Linked DNA regions of Mus musculus: region 2 is linked to region 1. A link is a contact called in public Hi-C data. All regions are on one chromosome and are shown on one strand. The core of a region is the stretch at or near the end of the contact, and the rest is flanking DNA. Distances in the headings are between cores, read along the strand shown. Region 1 has its middle 18 kb from the start of Tmem26. Region 2 has its middle 75 kb from the start of Gm32931.

Evidence for each region. Hi-C and Micro-C count contacts between places; a contact is called where the count stands out from the background.
Region 2: a contact with region 1 is called in a Hi-C map of the C2C12 cell line, with 2.5 times the contacts expected there. The contact joins two enhancer-like sites. A contact is called at or near these places in 8 of 39 promoter capture datasets (the 3T3-L1 cell line, 3T3-L1-derived adipocytes, the C10 cell line and 4 more), 4 of 484 Hi-C or Micro-C datasets (the 3T3-L1 cell line, the C2C12 cell line, adipose-derived mesenchymal stem cells and 1 more) and 1 of 115 datasets of contacts at active chromatin or transcription factors (fibro-adipogenic progenitors).

The regions. Positions count from the first base shown.
Region 1 is chr10:68,704,299-68,706,998 of GRCm38.p6, forward strand. No RefSeq gene overlaps it. Among named protein-coding and RNA genes, the nearest start is that of Tmem26, 18 kb to the right of the region's middle. Within about 2 kb of position 1,348, at least 39 of the 459 cell types and tissues checked have an H3K27ac peak or open chromatin away from gene starts, as enhancers often do. A contact at or near this core is called in the C2C12 cell line and adipose-derived mesenchymal stem cells, where this site is marked.
Region 2 is chr10:68,896,284-68,898,983 of GRCm38.p6, forward strand. No RefSeq gene overlaps it. Among named protein-coding and RNA genes, the nearest start is that of Gm32931, 75 kb to the left of the region's middle. Within about 2 kb of position 1,393, at least 17 of the 459 cell types and tissues checked have an H3K27ac peak or open chromatin away from gene starts, as enhancers often do. A contact at or near this core is called in the C2C12 cell line and adipose-derived mesenchymal stem cells, where this site is marked.

The DNA.
Region 1 (2,700 bases), core at 98-2,597:
ATTAACCTAATCAAGACAATTCATCACTTTCATGCCAAGTGACCTGCGTTCCAAATGTTTCTGGATTGCACAAACTTGATAATTATATTAATCACCACAGTACTCAAAATTGTTTGTTTATTCTTTTTTTCAGCCTCCCTCCCTATGACTGGTGACACCAACATACTGTTTTGAAACCATAATATGGAATCTTGCCCAAGACATTGAGGAATTTATGATCCAACTCTCTAAACATCAGGAAAATATGTTGTCTGGTTGATTTTTTTTAAAGAAGAGCTTCACTTAAGATCTAGGTCCAGCATGTGAATTGAAGAGAGAAATCAAAATAATGAGCACATACCCACCATTGGACTGATGCTTTAAAACTAACATTTGTCCTCTGAGATCATAACAAATATTTTAAGCTTTCATCTAGGATCAGGAGGCCAAATTAGACTTTGTAACATAACCAGTAGACATTCATTCTCTCTCAGCTCTAGAGGCCTGACATTCCAAGACGAAGTCCCAGCAGATTATATCCTAGTGACCCTTGTGCCCCCGGATTTAAAAGGCTACCTCTGGATATGTTTCCATGTGGGCATTTCCCCCTCTACTTCGCACTGCCTTTTTCTTTAAGAAAGCCAGTCTTCCTGGGCTAAGGCTTTACCTCTATACATCCATCTGTTCTCGGTGACCTGCAAATGCCCCTGTCTTCAGATACGGTCGGGTCTGAGGCTTTCATATATGAATATAGAGTGATGGACTCAATTCAGGGCATTACATTCTGATGAGATGTCAGGAGAGAAGCAAAATACTTTACATCATCTTCCGAGGAAAGACCTAATTTTTAATTATACATAGGATAGATGTAGTCTGGTATAGGAGCATGGTGTTTTTCTTTTTCTCACTTGCTGATTATATATGATTACTGTAGGTGTATGATGGGGATGGTAGGTAAGTTCAGAAGAGAAAAATTATAAGAGTTGTGTCTGTGGTCAATTTGGGTGGGCCCCAGGATACCCAAGAATCCAACCATTGTTCTGCATATCTCTGCAAGTCTGAATTTGGATGAGATTAGCGCTGGACCACAGTGTGTGAAGTTCTCATGCAGCAAATCAAAGATGTGAATGGAAGATGCTGAGTTTTCCTCCAAGAGAAGAAGAGATTCCTCCTGTCTGTCTGTCTTTTTGAAGGAGAACGTCTTTCTGTTCTGGAGGTCAAAGAACTGAGACTCACAGTTATTTCTTGTTTCTATGGATCCCTCTCAGTCCTTCTCAGTGTCAAACTGGATCTAGATGTGGAAAGTGGATTGTGGTTGATTCAGTTTCTCTTGGGAACTCTGACTCATGCAGATGTGAATCTCCAAAGCCAGCGGTCTACTCCTCCTTACTTGTTCATGTGCATTGTGACTCTTGCCTACTTAGTCATGGTTGTCATCCTGTTGTTGCAAAATTTAGAAATCAGAAAAATCTCAGCCATCATTTCTAGTTTTATGACTCCTTGTGTGAATCAGAAGCTTGAGTGATTACACAATATTCAAAAGACGAAGAAAAGAGTCTTCTGAACTTTCTGATGCACAGGCCACATGGCCTAGAAGGAATCATTTGTCAGCTGTGACATCTAGATTCCTCCCTCTGTAAAACGGGAATGAAATATATCCCCTTTCATCTCACAGCATCTCTTCAGATCTCATGATAGCACATGTCAAAGTTCCTTAAAAGTATGAGTCTGTTGTGTAACAGAGTTTGCTAGGAATGCTGCATGGTGTACACATGACTTTGTTAAGATGGGTTTATCTTGAATTAAATGTTTCTACACCTGGCACTGGAGGTACACCTCAGCAGCTAACAGCACTTGCTGTTCTTGCAGAAAACGGGGTTGGGTTTCCAGCACCCACACGCTGGCTCATAGTCATCTGTAATTCCAGTTCCACGAAACCCGGTGACTTCATCTGGCCTCAGCAAGTACTGAATGCACATACATACATGAAGGCCAACACTCATACATTAAAAATAAATAAACTTTAAAAAATGTTTATAAGTTTCCAAAACTTAGGAAACATCTTTTGGAGGTAGACACCTTTGGGAAACTTCCAGGCAGCTAAGGCCACTCTTCCTTCTCATTCACTGTCCTGGCTGACTTGGGAAATTCAGCAAAGATTCACTCTTCTAGCGAAGGTTCTAGAATTCTTCCATGACCAATGTTTCCATAAGGCACCAGAGGACCAGAGGAGGCACATGCATCATGGTAATCTCCAAATGACTGATCCTATGGGCTAGCCTCTTCTATAAAGGTCACATCTAGATGGTGATTGTCCCATGTAACACAGAGATGTTGGTGGAGTTGAACATATGGAGTATGAATCATTGCTGTTAACAATGGGAGCACAGTTTCATCTCAATTAGCTTTCCTAAGATGTTTTCAGCATGTCTTTCAGTATGGTAAGCCCTAATGGTCAGAATGATGGGCAGTTCTTTTTTTCTTTTTCCTGTATAGAACTCTAGACCATGGGGATGAACACTTCAGAAAAGAGTGAATTGCAAGGAAGAGCAGCATCAAATAAAAAAAAATGTCAAGAGTAGAAAATATGCTGAATTAGTCTACTTTCCTCTCAATCCTTTCTCACCTTCCACCTACCACTCCGAGCAAGAATCCTTCTGAGAATATTTTCTCAACTATTTTTTCTTTTGTTCAAATTACACAGAAAAAAAGAATTGTGTG
Region 2 (2,700 bases), core at 143-2,642, 190 kb after region 1:
AAAGAGGCAGTTCTCCCCGGCTTCTACTCCCCACCCCTTGATGCCCAAGTTCAGTAGGGATTTGATTCGGCCAAAGATAGGTTTCCAGATTCTGACCTGTATCTTCAGCACCACGGTTGGGACATGATCTCCTTAGGGAAAAGCATGAAAGTAAGGAGCATCAGAAAGAACATACACCACGTGGGAAATCAGAGCCAGGATGCTTTATCACAGCCCTGGCCAGTTTCGCTCCTAATCTAAGATTGATTGTAGTAGAGCTGTGTGGACCATGGGCCTCTCATCACAGACAAGGTACACCAAGACCTGGAGCCAGGAAGGAACTGCCCTCCAGCAAGATATGAACGGTTCTTCCTTCTCCATTACAGAAGGACTTTCTCTTCTTCCCAAGACCTCAAGTGGAGATATACAAGGTGATTGCAGGAGAATGAGCCCCACTCAGCCTTCCCCTCTTGGTCCTCTCACTGGTAGTCTCCTAGTACGAGCCTAAAGCCATGTCTTCAGCTGCTGGGTTTAAAGGGACCCTTCCAGTCTCAGGTCTTCATTCCTGACATATGGCTCCGTTATTAATTCCCTTGCATTGACTAAGATGTGTGTGTGTGTGTGTGTGTGTTCACTTGCATTGGCTAAGATGCTGTGTGTGTGTGTGTTCACTTTCACTTGCATTGGCTAAGATTCTCTGTGCATGTGTGCTTTCGTGTGTGTAATCTGTTCATGTGGATGAATGCACATGTGCACACAGGTTCATGTGCATGCGTGTGCATCTATGTGGAGGCCAGATGTTAACGTCAGAGATCTTTTTTGGTTCCCCTGCACCTCTGAGTTTTTGATACAGTGTCCCTCACCAATGGACTCCAGAGCCAGTCATATCTCCACATGCCCAGAGCTGGCATTATGGACACTTTCTGCTGTACTAAATTCCCAGCTTTTCCACTACTCTTCTTCTCAACAGAAAAAGGTGGGATGATAGAAAGGAGGCTCAAGTGGCAAAGTGTCCATCTGGAAATCGCAAGGCCTTGAATCTCATATCTTTGGAATCCAACACACGCCACGCACACTGAGCCGATTCCCCCTCAAACCTGTTTTCAAACCCATTTGTTCCTCCTTGAAGTTCGCATTAATTCTTGAGGAATGTGAAAGGAAAGGACCATGGAAGCCCTCTACGCCCTGCTAGCCCTCACCCTTGGGGACAAGGTATAGCCAGAGAAAGCCCAGCATAGAGCTCTCTAAAAACTCTGTTGTCCAATTTGATAGTCATCTCTCCATAAAGATGAAGTAAAATTTATTAGCTCTTTGGTCAGCCTGAGTCATTTTTCAGTTACTCAGTAGCCCTGTGTCGACAATGGCTGTTGAATGAACAAAGAATGTTTCCATCCTGCTGGAAAGTTCTCTGGGCCACTCTCTCCCAAGTAATGAGCTCTGGGGAGGATGGGAATGTTGAACACGCCTAGGGGTGGAGTGGCTCCTGGGATACACTACTGGCTCGAAGCCCAGACATCACCTCCCAGTTGGTCCAGTGAGCTCTGTGCCAGCAACTCATTATTTGACACCCTATTTTTTTTTTTCAGAAAATTTACACTTTCATCCAAAGTCTCTGATGAGCACAGGTACTCATAAGATTTTGAGAGGGGTGGCCCATTTTTTAATTTTAATTCATTAATTTTCTTTAACACCTCAAGTTTACTTTTAAAAATATTTTAATTGATTCTTTGAGAATTTCATGCCAAGTATTTTTTTTATTATATTTACCCCAGATTTCTCCCCTTAACTGCTCCCAGGTTCACCTCTGCCTCCCTACAACCTCCAACTTTGTATCCTGTATTTAAAAAGGAAAGACTTAACAGTACACCAACTTCAGTTTCCACTGTCTACATACTCCTGGGGATGGGGCCAGCCAGAGAAATGTGGCCAGCCTACCAGAAGCCACTTCCTCAAGAATAAACCCGCCCTTCCTTACAAAACCATCAACTTAGTTCCTTAACTAGTGTTAGGGTCTCATGAACCCCTTCCCATTCCATGACAAGATGGCGACTGTCTTGATCCTACAGGCTTCTGCACGGAGCCACAGCTGTAGTGATAGGCTGAGTACGGAGGTTGTGGCATGTGGGAGATGCTGTTCTTCTCTGATCTCCCTCTGACCTCAGGCCCTTACATTCCTTTCTCCCTCCCCTCCCCCTTTTTCTGTAATGGTCCCTAAGCCTTGGGAAGAGAGCTTAATTAATATTTTAATAAGGTAAAATGCACATAATATAAAATGGAGCATTCCCAACTTATAATTTACTAGTCCTGTGTATGTCCACAAGGTTATAGACTACTTCCACTATCTCCTCAAAGAACTGTCTCTACCATCACTTATCACAAACGCTGTGCACGCTAAGCAGTCACTACCCATTCCTGCTCCGTGGCCCCTGCTCATCTTTAATTTCTTCCTTAGCTCTATGCCTCTGCTGTGACTAGATAGTCACATAAGGGGGACCACGTGATAGTTATGATTTTAGATCTACCTTTTTCACTTAGCACCTTGCCTTAATGCTTCATCAATGTCCAAGTGTGTTTCAGAATTTAGGTTTTCTTTCATTGTAACCATATGCTGCTGTGGGCAAGTATTGTATTTTGTTTTAAGGAAGGAGTCATTTCAAAATAGCCAAGGAAGGATAGCATTTGATTTTTGCTTGGTCGAATTTTCTGTCTTTCCACTACTCT